Linked DNA regions of Sus scrofa: region 2 is linked to region 1. Evidence: chromatin contacts called from public Hi-C data. All regions are on one chromosome and are shown on one strand. Each heading gives the region's core, a stretch centred on a gene start, on an enhancer-like site or on the middle of the called end of the contact. The rest is flanking DNA. Distances are from core to core; before and after follow the strand shown.

Region 1 (6,616 bases), core at 3,092-5,591:
TGTCTTTTTGCCATTTCTTGGGCCGCTCTTGCAGCATGTGGAGGTTCCAGGCTAGGGGTCGAATTAGAGCCATAGCCGCCGGCCTACGCCAGAGCCACAGCAACGTGGGATCCAAACCGCATCTGCAACCTACACCACAGCTCACGGCAACGCTGGATCCTTAACCCACTGAGCAAAGCCAGGGATCGAACCCACAACCTCATGGTTCCTAGTCAGATTCGTTAACCACTGCTCCACAACGGAAACTCCTAAACATTTTTTTAGACATAATGCTATTGCACTCTTAATAGACTACGGTATAGCATAAATATTTTTCTAGGAGTTTCCATCGTGGCTCAGTGGAAACGAATCCAACTAGTATCCATGTGGATGCGGGTTCGATCCCTGGCCTCACTGCTCAGTGGGTCAAGGATCTGGATTGCCATGAACTGTGGTGTAGGTCACAGATGTGGCTCGGATCCTGCGCTGCTGTGGCTATGGCGTAGGCCAGCAGCTGTAGCTCCAATTTGACCCCCAGCCTCAGAAGGAACTTCCATGTACTGCAGATATGGCCCTAAAAAGAAAAAAAAGAGATACTTTTCTATGCACAGGGAAACCTAAAAGTCTGTATTACTCGCTTTAATGTGGCACATGCTTCACTGCGGTGGTCTGGAACTGAACGTGCAAGGTCGCACACAGAGGTCTGCCTGTGGCCCCCTCACTAGACCAACGCCTGTCATGTGGTGCAGCGACATGAACAGAGGTTCTCAGAGCAGGTACCCTTCAATAGTAGCCCTACTAAACCCAAGGTAAGCCACAGAGTAGAGGTAAGGTGGGAGTCAAGCTCTGGTGAATGGGGCCCAAAAGGTCTCCGGTTCTTCCTCTGCAGGGGCTCTGGCCCCCTGACCCACTGTACTGTGGGATGCTGCCAAGAGCTCCCCAGGCTCTAGAGCCTTCCCATCCAGGCCATGTCCCTAAATCCCACACAGAGCCAAGCAGGGACACTCACAGCTCATGCAGCCTCTGGCAGAAGCTCCAGCCATCACGGTTGATCCGGGAGATGGAGTTGTTGCTGAGATGGAGCTGGTGCAGAGCCGTGAGGCCGTAGAGCGAGCCACTGTTCACCTCTGCCAGGCTGTTGAACTCCAGGTGCCTGCAAAGACAGGATGCTGAGCAGGGACCCCAGGGGCTCATGCACCTGCCCCACAGGTGGCAAAGAAACAGCCCACTGGCGTCCCACTCTGGTCCCTAACAAAATGCTGGAAAGATCTATGAGCAGTTTGCTCGTGTGTGTGATGTATGTGTGTGTGTGTGTGTGTGTGCGCGTGCATGCATGCACCTAAGTGTGCATGTGTGTGCACTTATATGGGTGTGTGCACCTCCACCTCTGTGTGTGTGTGTGTGTGTGTGTGTGTGTGTGCGCGCGCCTATGTAGGGGGTGAGGGAAGACAGGCGAGGCAGCACGAATGATGGTGAGGACCCAGGCCAAAGCAGAGCTCAGGGGCCAAGTAGAAGCTGCTGAGAAGCAACCTGTTTAGCCAAATAGCCATAAACCAGCACACACAGGAGCTCTGAACAGCAGGCAGGCCCACGTCAGGAAGAAGAAGGGAAAGATGAGGAGGTAGCTCTCATCGTTATCACCATCTTGCAGATGAGCAAACTGATCCTGAGAGATGCTAGGGAAACTAGCTCATTCCAGGGCTTAGCCAGTAGTTAGGGCCCAGCCATCAAACCCAGGTTTGGCTAATCAAGTCTGGGCTCTGGACCACTGAGCCCACAGGCATGGCTTGAGCTCTGGGGTCAGACTACTTAGATTTTGTTGCTGTTGTTGTTGTTTGCTTTTCATGGCCGCACCTGAGGCATATGGAGGTTCCCAGGCTAGGGGTTGAATCAGAGCTACAACTTCTGGCCTACTACACCACAGCCACAGCAATGCAGGATCCCTGCCACATCTGCGACCTATACCACAGCTCACACAAAAGCCAGATCCTTAACCCACTGAGTGAGGCCAGGGATCAAACCCACATTCTCAAGGGTACCAGCCGGGTTCATAACCTGCTGAGCCACGATGGCAACAATGGACTACTTGGATTTAATTTGCAATTTTACCACCTGGGTGTTTAAATGAGCCTGAACATCCTGAAAGTGGAGTGACTCAAGAAGTATCAACTCCACAGGGCTGGTGTGAGAGGGAAGAAAACATGGGTCAGAATTTAAGCACCCGTGCTGAGAACTTAGCTCCTGCTGAGCTTACAGAGTAAGGATGCTACTATCATTCCACTTCTGGACGCAGCACAGCCCAGCCTGGGACAACGCTGCCCCACATGACTGGCCTCAGGAACAGCAGCTACCACTGCAAATGCTGCTCCACACTCACTATCACAAAGGCTTCAGGCAACCACACAGTGTGTGCTAATAACTCCACTTTCCCTTGACAATTCTCTTTTGACTCTCAGGCCACCCAGCACACCACTGCCGGGGTTTCAACATCTAAAATGACAGTTTTTAAGGATTCCGAGGAAAAAGGGTTCCTGAATATGTAAAAACAGACGTAGAGCCACTCCGAGGTGAACAACAGAGAGAGGAACAAAACAGTAGCACTAAGGCCATCATTTCATAAATCAAAGCGTGTGTGTGTGTGTGTGTGTGTGTGTGTGTGAAGGTGTGGACACTGAGGGATGCTTCTGATCATGAGGACGGCACAAGGAGTAGATGGAACTTGAATTCAAACTTTCGTTTTTTGGTTTCAGTTGCCAAGATAACTGATAAAGGACATAAACGGAATGGTGTAACTTTGAGAGTCTGGGAGGGAGTCAGGGTTGGGGGTGGATAACAGGTTAAATCATTGACCATAAAGCAAGGAATCTCATGTTAACTTATCAACATAGTGGAATAAGTGTCTTTGGGAGTAACCACCAGCAAGACTGCCAGCAGAGAAACACAAAAATGGAAATGGTGACAAGCAACTGCCTGCCTCCTGGGAGTGGAATTGGGGCAGAGAGAGAAGAGGGAGCTGGAGGGGGCTGCTATGGCCACTTTCCTCAGTCCCTGGTATTGCTCAACTACCAGTATCCATTTCTTTTGATTAAAAAAATAAATTTCAATGTTTAAAAATTGAAGATCAGAAAACGGCCTCGTCTGCCCTTTTCCAGATGCTTCTCTGCCGTGGTTTTCCGTGACTCTGGCAGGCGGGCAGCAAGCCCCGCAATTGTCCACATCTGGCTGGAGCGAACACTCCCTTGATAAAAGTGGAACATCTGCACCACGTGGCTTGACTGACTCACAAAACATAAATAAATCTCTCGGGATGAACCCGACATTTTTGGCCCACCTGCACAGCAAGAAAGACCATCAAACCTGAGGCAGGGAGAGAGGACACTTCCTGTGGTATGGGGGAGAGGGCAGAAAATGTGGGAAGGAGAACCCACGGTCCATGAAGGAAGCAGGGGTGGGCAGCAGCCCAGCAAAACAGCCCCTCCCTGCGCCTGGTCTACTGACACCTCCGCCCCCTAGAGATTTTCCTAACTGGCAAGGAAAACACCCTGAGGTCTGGCCACGTCCCCACAGACACTAAGCAGGGCCAAGCTGACGTCCCAACAGGCAGGGCGCTGGGTCCAGCCGAAGTCCCACACTCACAGCACGTGCATCCTGGCCAGCCCCCAGAAAGCCCCGTCCGTCAGCTTGCTGATGTTGTTTCGCTGAAGCTTCAGCACCTCCAAACTGTCGAGCCCCTGGAACGTTAGGCCCTCGATCAGCCGAATCCGATTCCGATTGAGGTCCCTACAGAGACAAAGCCAGCGGTTCAGAGCATCCCCTAGTCACCCCACCCACAAACACCCCCATACAGCCCCTGGGAACAATTCAGGAAAGAGGTCCTGCAAGCCCAACCCACAGTGGGGGCCACGTGCATGCAGACACTGACTGGTCCCTGCTAATGGGTAAAAGGGGGACCCACCACGTCCACAACTGAGTGAGCGTAGTGGCCATTTCCTCCCTAAGCACCCATGACTCCACAGTGAGCAGGAGTGACTCAAGATGTGAATGTCTTAGGCGAGTTGTCTCTTGGCTCCACTGCAAAAATTCACACCAGATGCCTCAACCTAGGGAAGATCTAACCACTGGGTTTCAAAAGGCAATGACACTTCTCCCTCAGGCAGTACTCGGGTCGCTAGCGACAGAGAAGTGAGTGCACTCAGGAGGGGTCATCTGGATACACATACACACACACACACACACACAGCCTTCCAGCTCCAGTATGATGAGACCTCAGTGAACCCAAAGATTTCAGGAATTGGGTAGACTGGCCCATCAGTCACGCTCAAGGAAGGGGCGGGAGAACACAGCCTCACCAGAAAGCCCCTGGTTTTCCCCAAATACTTCTGCAGTGTCTCATGAGCTACCCAAGTCCTGAGCCCAAGGAGCTCCTCCAGGACTGGAGAGAGCACAGCCAGGACCCACCATGCATGTGTGTGCAGGGTAAGAACAGCAGTGAGGAGGCTGAGGGGCACCTGGTCTTGCCCCCAGTCCTGGCCCTGAGCAACTCTTTTGTTGTGCTTAAACCAAATCTCCAATATCGGCTTATTTTCCTGTGATACACTCTTTTGCTATAAAAAAAAAAAAAAAAAAAAAAAAAAAAAGACAGAGGAAAACCAAAAAACCAAGGAACAAACAGTCCACCAGGTTCTGGTAAATAGAGGTTTTCTGGACTACAAACCCTAGAACTTTCTAGGAGGCCACTCAGCTGTGCTGGTCAAAAAACTAAACAAATATATCTTTATTTAAAAAAAAAAAAATCAATCAACTACTTCATGAGATTAAGTCGGCTCATCTTCCACTTCCCACCTCTGGTTATACTAACTTCCTCTCAAACCACTTAAGCAACATTGGACCCCATAATGGTCACAGCACAGGTTATACAGTTCCTTAAAAAGAAAAAAGAAAAAAAAAAGCCCCACAGAAACTGGAGTTCCCTGGTGCCCTAATCATTAAGGACTCAGTATTGTCACTGCTGTGGCCTGGGTTCAATTGCCGGTCTGGGAACTGCTGCATGCCATGGGCGGGGCCAAAAAAACCCCAAAAGACCCCACGGAAACCTCAACAATAAATAAGGAACCCAAGCCATACAGGCTAAGCATTAGCCAGGATCAGCTAAGCAACACAATTCCTCATGGCATTTTGCAAAGTGCCAACAAGGACATGCGTGAATATCCTCCATGGATGGTTCTCAGCAACCTGAGGCAGACTGCAGGCACCAGACCCAACTTCTAATTTGCTTTTATTAGGTGCTGCCGCACAGCCATTAATGGTAGTTTATGCAGAGCCTGATGGAGGGGGAGCTGGGAAGGGGGTGCATTTTGGATGAGGTCCTGGGGGAAGCCTGGCCTCGGTAAAGTTTAGATAAGCTTAATTAAAGTGCAGGTCTCTGTACTCACAGTTGTGTCAGCCGGGGTAACTTGAACGCTTTCACAGGAAGCTGGGTGATCCTGTTTTTGCTCAGCCGGAGTGTCAGCAGTGACCGTGACAGACCATCAAATGCTCCCGACTCTAGGGTGCTGATCCGATTGCTTGCCAGGTTTCTGGAATGGTTTGGGAGACAAAACGCAGTGGTTAGTAGCCAAACAAGAACCTCTAAATAATTTTAAATGTGTCAGAGAGGGAAGAGGGGGAGGGGCACGATGGGGGGCAGGGGATCAAGAGGTACCAACTACCATGGATAAAATAAATAAGCTACAAGGATATATTGTACAGCATTGAGGATATAACCAGTATCTTATAAAAACTACAAATGGAGTATGATCTATAAAAAACTGAACCCCTATGCTGTATACCTAAAACTAAGGTAATATTATAAATCAATTGTATCTCAATAAAAATTTTTTTAAAAAGGGATCTGTGAGTTCCCATCATGGCGCAGCGGAAACAAATCCGACTAGGAACCATGAGAGTGTGGGTTCAATCCCTGGCCTTGCTCAGTGGGTTGCAGATCCGGCGTTGCTGTGAGCTGCAGTGTAGGTCACAGACACAGCTTGGATCTGGCATGGCTGTGGCGTAGGCCAGCAGCTATAGCTCCAATTCAACCTCTAGCCTGAGAAACTCCATGTGCCATGGGTGTGCCCCCACCAAAAAGGGGGGGGGCAGAAAAAAAAAAGTGGGGGGGGATCTGTATAGAATCTCTTTAAAAAACAAGCAATATTTCATAGGACATCCACTCACAGGATATGTAAGGGGAACCTCCCGTCATAATGCACTGTGCTGGGCAGTTAGGAACTGGGCATTCTGTTGTGTGCAGATTATATCAAGAAAGAAGAAAGAGAAGGGGGGAACAATTTGGTCATTCCTATGAGAAGTTACCCCTCATACCTCCCCTTCCACTTTCCCTGGACCAGTGCTGCTTTTTTGTGGCTTAAGCAGCAAGGAAAAAGAACAGAGAGGATTTTTGACATTGGGGAAGGAAAGGGGAGAAGGCATTTTTCGTCTCTGTCAGGCAGCAGCCCAGGACAGGGCACATGAGGATTCTTTGCAAATGGAGCTGGACTGTTTGTTCTTAACACTCCAGATTAAAGAAGAACAGTCTGTGTGATGAAGATATACCGGCCAGGATCTGCCAAAATAGAAAGTTCCCCATGCCTTTATGCCA
Region 2 (6,604 bases), core at 453-2,952, 190 kb after region 1:
TTACTGTCCTATGATAATCACAGAGGCTGACACTAGAGAGGCCGTGTGTGTGTGTGTGTGTGTGTGTGTGTGTGTGTGTTGGTGGGGTGCTGAGGCTCAGAGAAAAAGCGATCCTTTTATATTGAGATAAAGGTCATACAACTCCTGCACATATCTATCCTTGAATGTTTAAGTCAGGGGGTGTTAAAAGGTATAAATTTCCAGTGAGAAAGTAAACAGATCAGGGAGGTGAGGTACCACGTGGTGACTGTTGTTAACAATACTGTATTGCATGTTTGCAAGTCGCTAAGAGAGTAGATCTTAAAAGTCCTTATCATCAGGAAAAGACAATTTTGTAAGTAATAACAGTAATGGGTGTTAATTAGGCTAACTGTGGTGATCATTTCACAATACCTACAAATATTGAATCATTATGTTGGACACCAGAAACTGATATAATATTGTATGTCAATTATACCTCAATTTAAAAAAAAATGTCAAGGTGGAGTTCCCGCTATGGTGCAGTGGGTTCAGAACCTGACTGCAGCAGTTTGGGTCACTGTGAAGGTGTGGGTTCAATCCCTGGCCCGGCACAGTGGGTTAAAGGATCAAGTGTTGCTGCAATTGCAGTGTAGGTTGCAGCTGAGGCTTGGATTCAATCTCTGGCCTGGGAACTTCCATATGCTGTGGGTGTGGCTATTAAAAAAAAAAAGTCAAGGGGAAAAATGTAAGCTCTCTGTTCCCTAAAACTGCCTAGTCAAGTTCAAGTCTTGGACTGCTAGAACTTGGAAAGAAGCAGCTGATTTTTCTCTGGGACACTCCAGGTTAGATGGGTTTGCCATCAGGGTTGCTCTATCCCAGGTCTGGCATCAGCTTTTCTCTGCTCTCCCTTCAATCACCTAGAAACATCAATGTTCAGATGCAATTTCTCCACAAGGCACCTACCCTTTGTCACCATCTGTTTAGATCCCGGAGAAAGACTTGACATTGCAAAACACTGAAATTTAGAGTAAGTGGAGTAAGGAACAGTCCATTCCTTGTTTTAAATCAAGTTGTCATAATCCAAAGGCAAGCTCCAACTTTAATAACAAACACCCAATGTTATGACATTTTACCTTTTTCATCTATTTATGTAGGCACAAATATTGTGTTTAAATTTTAAACTACACGGTTAACATAAAACAGTCCACTCACTTACATCGAGTAAAAATAAGGTGAGTTATGCCAATTTTGTTTCCCTTTTAGGCCTCATTCTTTAAATAGATCATTCATTCAACTAACGTCTGCTAGGTGCTCAGTGTCAGACACTGAGCTTGGCACAGCACTCCCTGAAATGAATCAGAAACTGTCCTTGTGCTCTGAGCACCAGAGGGAAACAGCCAGAAAAGCCTGGGAGCCACATTTATGCTGACCTGTGCTCTGCCATCTCTATCATCTCAAAAAGAGAGCTCTCGGAAATGATTTCCATTCCCTTTTCATTCTCCACACAGCCCTGCTCCTTCCAGTCAGACTGCAGTGGAGTCTAGAAGTTGTTCCTGTGCAGTATAGTTTTCGAGCAGTTTTAGGAGCTTTGACTGTGAGAGGTGAAATGAAAGTGGTGGAGACAACAGTATTTCACAGCATTTCACTCAAAGAAAGACAACATGTGTGACGCCTAGGGCTTGGCATCCTGACGCTTCATCCCACACTCAGATGGCAATTGGATTTTAACAAGGAGTGGGGTTTGTGGTTTGGGAAATAGGGCATTTTTACTGCCTTGGGTCATATTTGAAATATTTGCAGGCGTTTAAAATAGCGTAATGTTATTTTTTCCCCTGTCTTCAAAACAAACCCAGTGAGCTTTTATAAGTCATAACAACAAGCATAAAATTGGGACATTGGAAGACCCATGGCTAGGGATTTGAGAAAACCATTCTCCCCCAGGAGGAGTGTTCGGATTGGGGTATGGAGAATCATGAGCTTCTTGGGGGCCCACCTGACCTTGAATGACTTTGGGATCTTGAAAGAAGGGGGAAGGGCTCTGGTGGGATTCTCCGCCCCCCACCCCATGTGCCACAACTAATCTTCAGGGCAAAGACTGAAGTATGTACAGGGGCTTTGGGATTTTCCATCTAGCCAATTTTATTCTGGAAGTTTCTTTGAAAGAAAAAATAAAAATAATCCAGACGCTGATATTTATTTAAGCAACCAATTCCCAAAACCCATTGCCCTGGAATTCTGTTCCATGAGCCTTGCTGTCTGGGGCCTCTTCCTGCTAAAGGGCCTCAGGTGGGGGCAGACACTAAAATGAAGATGTAAACTGGCCTTGGATATCAGGATACCTGGCTTTCTACTTATTAGAAAAATTATTAGAAAAATGAAGGGTACACAGTCTGCCCAGAAAGAAATGTGTAAGTTAATATATACAGATATATTAATAATGGTCAAGGTATAGTTACATAATAAGCATAAAAGTTACTATTTCTTGAGCATCTAGTCAGCAATACCCCCATTAATCCACATAACAATCCTAACAAATGTGTGTGATTACTGTCTCAATCTTACTGGTGGAGAAAACAGAGAGGTTAAGTAACTCGCCCAAAGTCACACAGCTGGATGGCAGTAGGGCTGGGACTTGGCTTTAGGCAGCTCTGTGTAGGGAAGGAGTTTCTGTTGTCATTACTCACCCTGGATTTGCTTGTCAAGTCCACCTTTAAGTACATCCACATCTCATGTATCAGACATGCTAAAAACCTGATGGCAAAGGAAAATGTTTGATGGCTTTCCTTTTGATGTTTGTTATTAAAGAGAAAAAAAAAGATAAGTCTAATTCTCAGACGTGGAAGATACAAGAAGAGAAAATAAATCAAGAATGAATGAAGCCAAGTTTTCCCTATCTCACCCTTACAATATCCTTCCCCAAAGAGCAAAAGAAGCTAGAAAAAGAAGAGGAAGAAGCCCTTGATTTGTCGCTATTTTCTGAGATGATTTTTTTTTACTAGCAATATTTTTTTAAGTTTTATTGAAGTATAGTTTATTTACAAGATGGTGATAACTTTTGTTGTACAAAAACCAAGAGGATCTTTTCCACCTCTTAAATTCCTGGTCTTAGGAACGTGAGAAGAAGAAACAATACAAAACCGTTTTCTAGTGGAAAGCAGCAGAACCCAGCAAGCTGTGAACGGCGGGGCAGGGCGGCTGGGCGGGAGTGTGGGAGAATCCTCTTTGGGAGAAGGACACGGGAATGTGCTCAGCATCCCAGGATAAAAAGACTTGAGAAGAAAGGCGCCTCTCAATAAATGGTGCTCAAAACGGGCTAGAAAACAGGGGAAACAGCCCTCTCACTGAAAAGCGGGGAAAGTGTCTCTTTTTGTTGATTCTCTCACTGCGAGAAGGGCTGCTCCCCCTTCTTACCCCCTCCCTCCCTGACCCCTTCCCCAGCTCATCTCCCTGGGCTCAGAGAAAAGGCTTCTTGTTGAAATACCATCTGCCTGCTGCTCATCCACATTTTTTTTTTTTTTTCTTTATCTCTGCCCAGGGCTGGCAGATGAGACCAGGCTTTCAGCTGCCAGAAATTTGGGGTTGCACATCGAATCTTCCCAAGATGGGCATCTGAGAAATGTCACTTTACATCAAAATGGCCTTCTCTAGCAAAGAGCCAGAAAGCTTTCTTTCCCCAGCAAGGTCAGAAAATAATTCTTTTCAAGATGGTGCCAATACAAACTCTCATCCACATTTGGGATGATGGATCTGCCTTAAAGGGACAGGGACCGGTTTGGTTTCACACTCAGGGGGGAAAAAGATTTAATTTTAAAGTTGAACTAAAGATGGAAAATAGGTAATGTTTCCTTTTTAATAGGGCTTGGTGTAACAGGGAATACTGTACTGTAAAAAATTCTTAAGAACAGGGTTTGTGGCTCTGCTTAGAGAGAGCAATTTGGAAGGAAGTTAAAAAATCACCACTAGACAAACTCCTCTTGTGCTTGGCAAGTAAAAAAAAAGATAATGGGGGGGGGGAACGGATGGAGGTAAGAGGATAAAGGAGTAAAAGAAGAATCTTTTGGAGAATTTCATTGATCTTTAGAAAGTTCTGGAACAAAGGAAGCAAAGCATTCTTTGACATAGTGCATGGGCCCTTTCCTAAGGGTTAGAAAGCATAGGAGAAATTGGGAAAAAGTCTGTTTTTTTTTAAACCCTGCAGGACATCTCTGCTCAAAATGATCATTTCAAGCACCGGTACATCTGTCCTAAAGGGTGGATTCTGGCTGTCTTGCAGAGGGAAATCCAGGTGCAGGGATGGACAGAGCTGTTCTGACTCTGCAGTACAGGCATCCACATGGACCACTGCCGGCTCCTTAGTTCCAAATCGGATGAGCAAAGCATCTAAGGTGATAAAGGACCTGGTCCCACAGGGCAAACCCTATTTGTTCCCTGCCTTTTCCCTGGTTGAACTTTGTTAGGTGGCTTTTTATCTAGGGGTGGGTATAGGCAGTGGGAGGGTTGGAAGAGGGTGGAGGGTGGGGAGGAGGTTGGGGGTGGGGATGGAGAGGTGGTTAGGAGATGGGGTTGGGAGTTGGGAGGGTTGGGGAAGTGGGGAATGGGGGGAAGTAAACAAAACAGCCATCCTCACTACAACCTTAAGGTGAGGGCCTTGAAGTTTAGCACAAAGATCCTGTTAGGTTTCAAAGGCTCTGGCTGTCTTCTCCCCACCCCCATTTTTCCCCCTTCCCTTTGTGAGGAATAAGCAGTACTTCAGGTCAGCTTATTTTTCTTTGAGCAATAGCTCTAATCCCTGAAGCAAGCAAGGTCTTTTAAAAATAAAAATGAGGAGTTCCCGCTGTGGTGCAATAAGATCAGCAGCATCTCTGCAGCACCAGGATGCAGGTTTGATCCCTGGCCCAGGACAGTGGGTTAAAGGATTTGTTGTTGCCATAGCTGCATCATAGGTCACAACTGTGGCTCAGATTTGATTCCTGACCTGGGAAATCCATATGCCACGGGGTGGCCAAAAAAGAAAAAAGAGAGAGAGAGAGAGACACTAACACCTTAACACTCTGGCCAAAAATCCTGCAAAGGATGGCCCACCATCCTCAGGATTTGGTGGGATCCTCACTCTGGCTCAAGTGCAGGGGGACTAAGTTATCTTCTCAATGAGGGAGTTGCTCAAAGGGAAAGTGAATGCAATGGAAATTACGCTGGTGCAACGGATATACCCAGGGGCTGTCCCAAGCAAACCAAGACGTGGTCACAACCCCAAAGGCTGTCTGGCCCCTGCCTACTTCTTCGCATCTCCTTTGACCCCCTATTCTCTTCTCCATCCAGGCTGGACTACTTTTATTCCATGTACCTTGTCTCACTTCAGGGTCTTGATTCAGCCTGCCTGGCACACTCTTCCTTAGCCATCCCTCCTGGCAAGTGTCTATTCATCTTTCCCTCAGAGTCCCACTCTGCCCAGGGATGCTCTCCATGGCTACCACAACCACACCAGACCCCTTGTGACCAGGGGTGAGAGCCAAAATATGTCATCACCACTGGGCAATGGATCAATGAAAAATGGATGCAAGAATGAGTAATAATCTCCCTCTGTCTTAGTCAGCTAGGGATGCTGTAACAAAATAGCGTACTGGGTAGCTAAGCAAGAGAAATTAATTTTCTCATAATTCTGGACACTGGACATCCAAGATCAGGGTGCCAGCATGGTCGGGTTCTGTTAAGACCACTCTTGGTAGCTTGTGGACAGCTGCCTTCTTGCTGTGTCCTTGCATGGTGGAGAAAGCAAGAGTGAGTTCTCTAGTGTCTTCTTATAAGGGCACTAATCTCCTCATGGGGGTTCCACCCTCATATCTCATTCAAACCTAATTCCTCCCAAAGGCCACATCTCCAAATACCCTGAGTGCTTCAACACGTGAATTCTGAGGGAGACGCAATTCAGTCCAGAGCACCCTTTATTTCTCTACAGAATTTCAACTATACATTGAGCAAATCTGCTTACTGAGTGATATGTTGCAGTAGAAGTGTTCCAATAATTTCCAAGATACTTTTTAAAAATTACTGTTATTTTTTCTTTTATAGCCATGCCCATGGCACATGGAAGTTACCCAGGGATCGAATCTGGGCCACAGCTGTGGCAACAGGGGATCCTTAACCCACTGCGCCACAGCAGGAACTTCTAAAAATTATTTTGCAATAATTACAGATTCACAGAATGTAATGAAAATAATACAGAGAGGGCCTGCGTCCCCTCCACAGAGTTTCCTCTTGTGGTGGCATTTTACAAAACTTTAGCACAAAATCAAATCTGGCACACTGGTGTCAGTGCAATCTACAGGTCTTATTCAGATTACACTAATCTTATACGCACTTGACATTTATTTATATGTGGAGTATGAGTGTGTAGCTTTATGCAATTATATCATAGGGTGTAGATTTGAGTAACTAGCACCACCATCAAGACACAGGACTGTTCTATCACCACAAAGATCTCTTGTTCTCTCCTTTCATAGAAAGACTCAATCTATTTCCTCACCACCCCAACCCTGTCCCCAGTTCTCGAAAGCATGAGTTTGTTTTCCATCTCTGTAATTTGGTCATTTCAAGAATGTAACATCAATGGAATCAAATTGTAGGAAATCTATTTTATTTTTTT

The links. Hi-C and Micro-C count contacts between places; a contact is called where the count stands out from the background.
Region 2: a Hi-C map of embryonic fibroblasts shows a contact between it and region 1, with 2.2 times the contacts expected there. The contact joins two enhancer-like sites. A contact is called at or near these places in 2 of 47 Hi-C or Micro-C datasets (brain and embryonic fibroblasts) and 1 of 2 datasets of contacts at active chromatin or transcription factors (skeletal muscle).

Annotation. Positions count from the first base shown.
Region 1 is chr13:47,937,685-47,944,300 of Sscrofa11.1, forward strand. It overlaps LRIG1 (leucine-rich repeats and immunoglobulin-like domains protein 1), which reads right to left. Exons shown (of 20, transcript XM_005669717.3): 6 at 5,412-5,555; 7 at 3,616-3,759; 8 at 989-1,132. Among named protein-coding and RNA genes, the nearest start is that of LRIG1, 86 kb to the right of the region's middle. Within about 2 kb of position 4,342, at least 6 of the 83 cell types and tissues checked have an H3K27ac peak or open chromatin away from gene starts, as enhancers often do. A contact at or near this core is called in embryonic fibroblasts, where this site is marked.
Region 2 is chr13:48,135,144-48,141,747 of Sscrofa11.1, forward strand. No RefSeq gene overlaps it. Among named protein-coding and RNA genes, the nearest start is that of LRIG1, 110 kb to the left of the region's middle. Within about 2 kb of position 1,703, at least 8 of the 83 cell types and tissues checked have an H3K27ac peak or open chromatin away from gene starts, as enhancers often do. A contact at or near this core is called in embryonic fibroblasts, where this site is marked.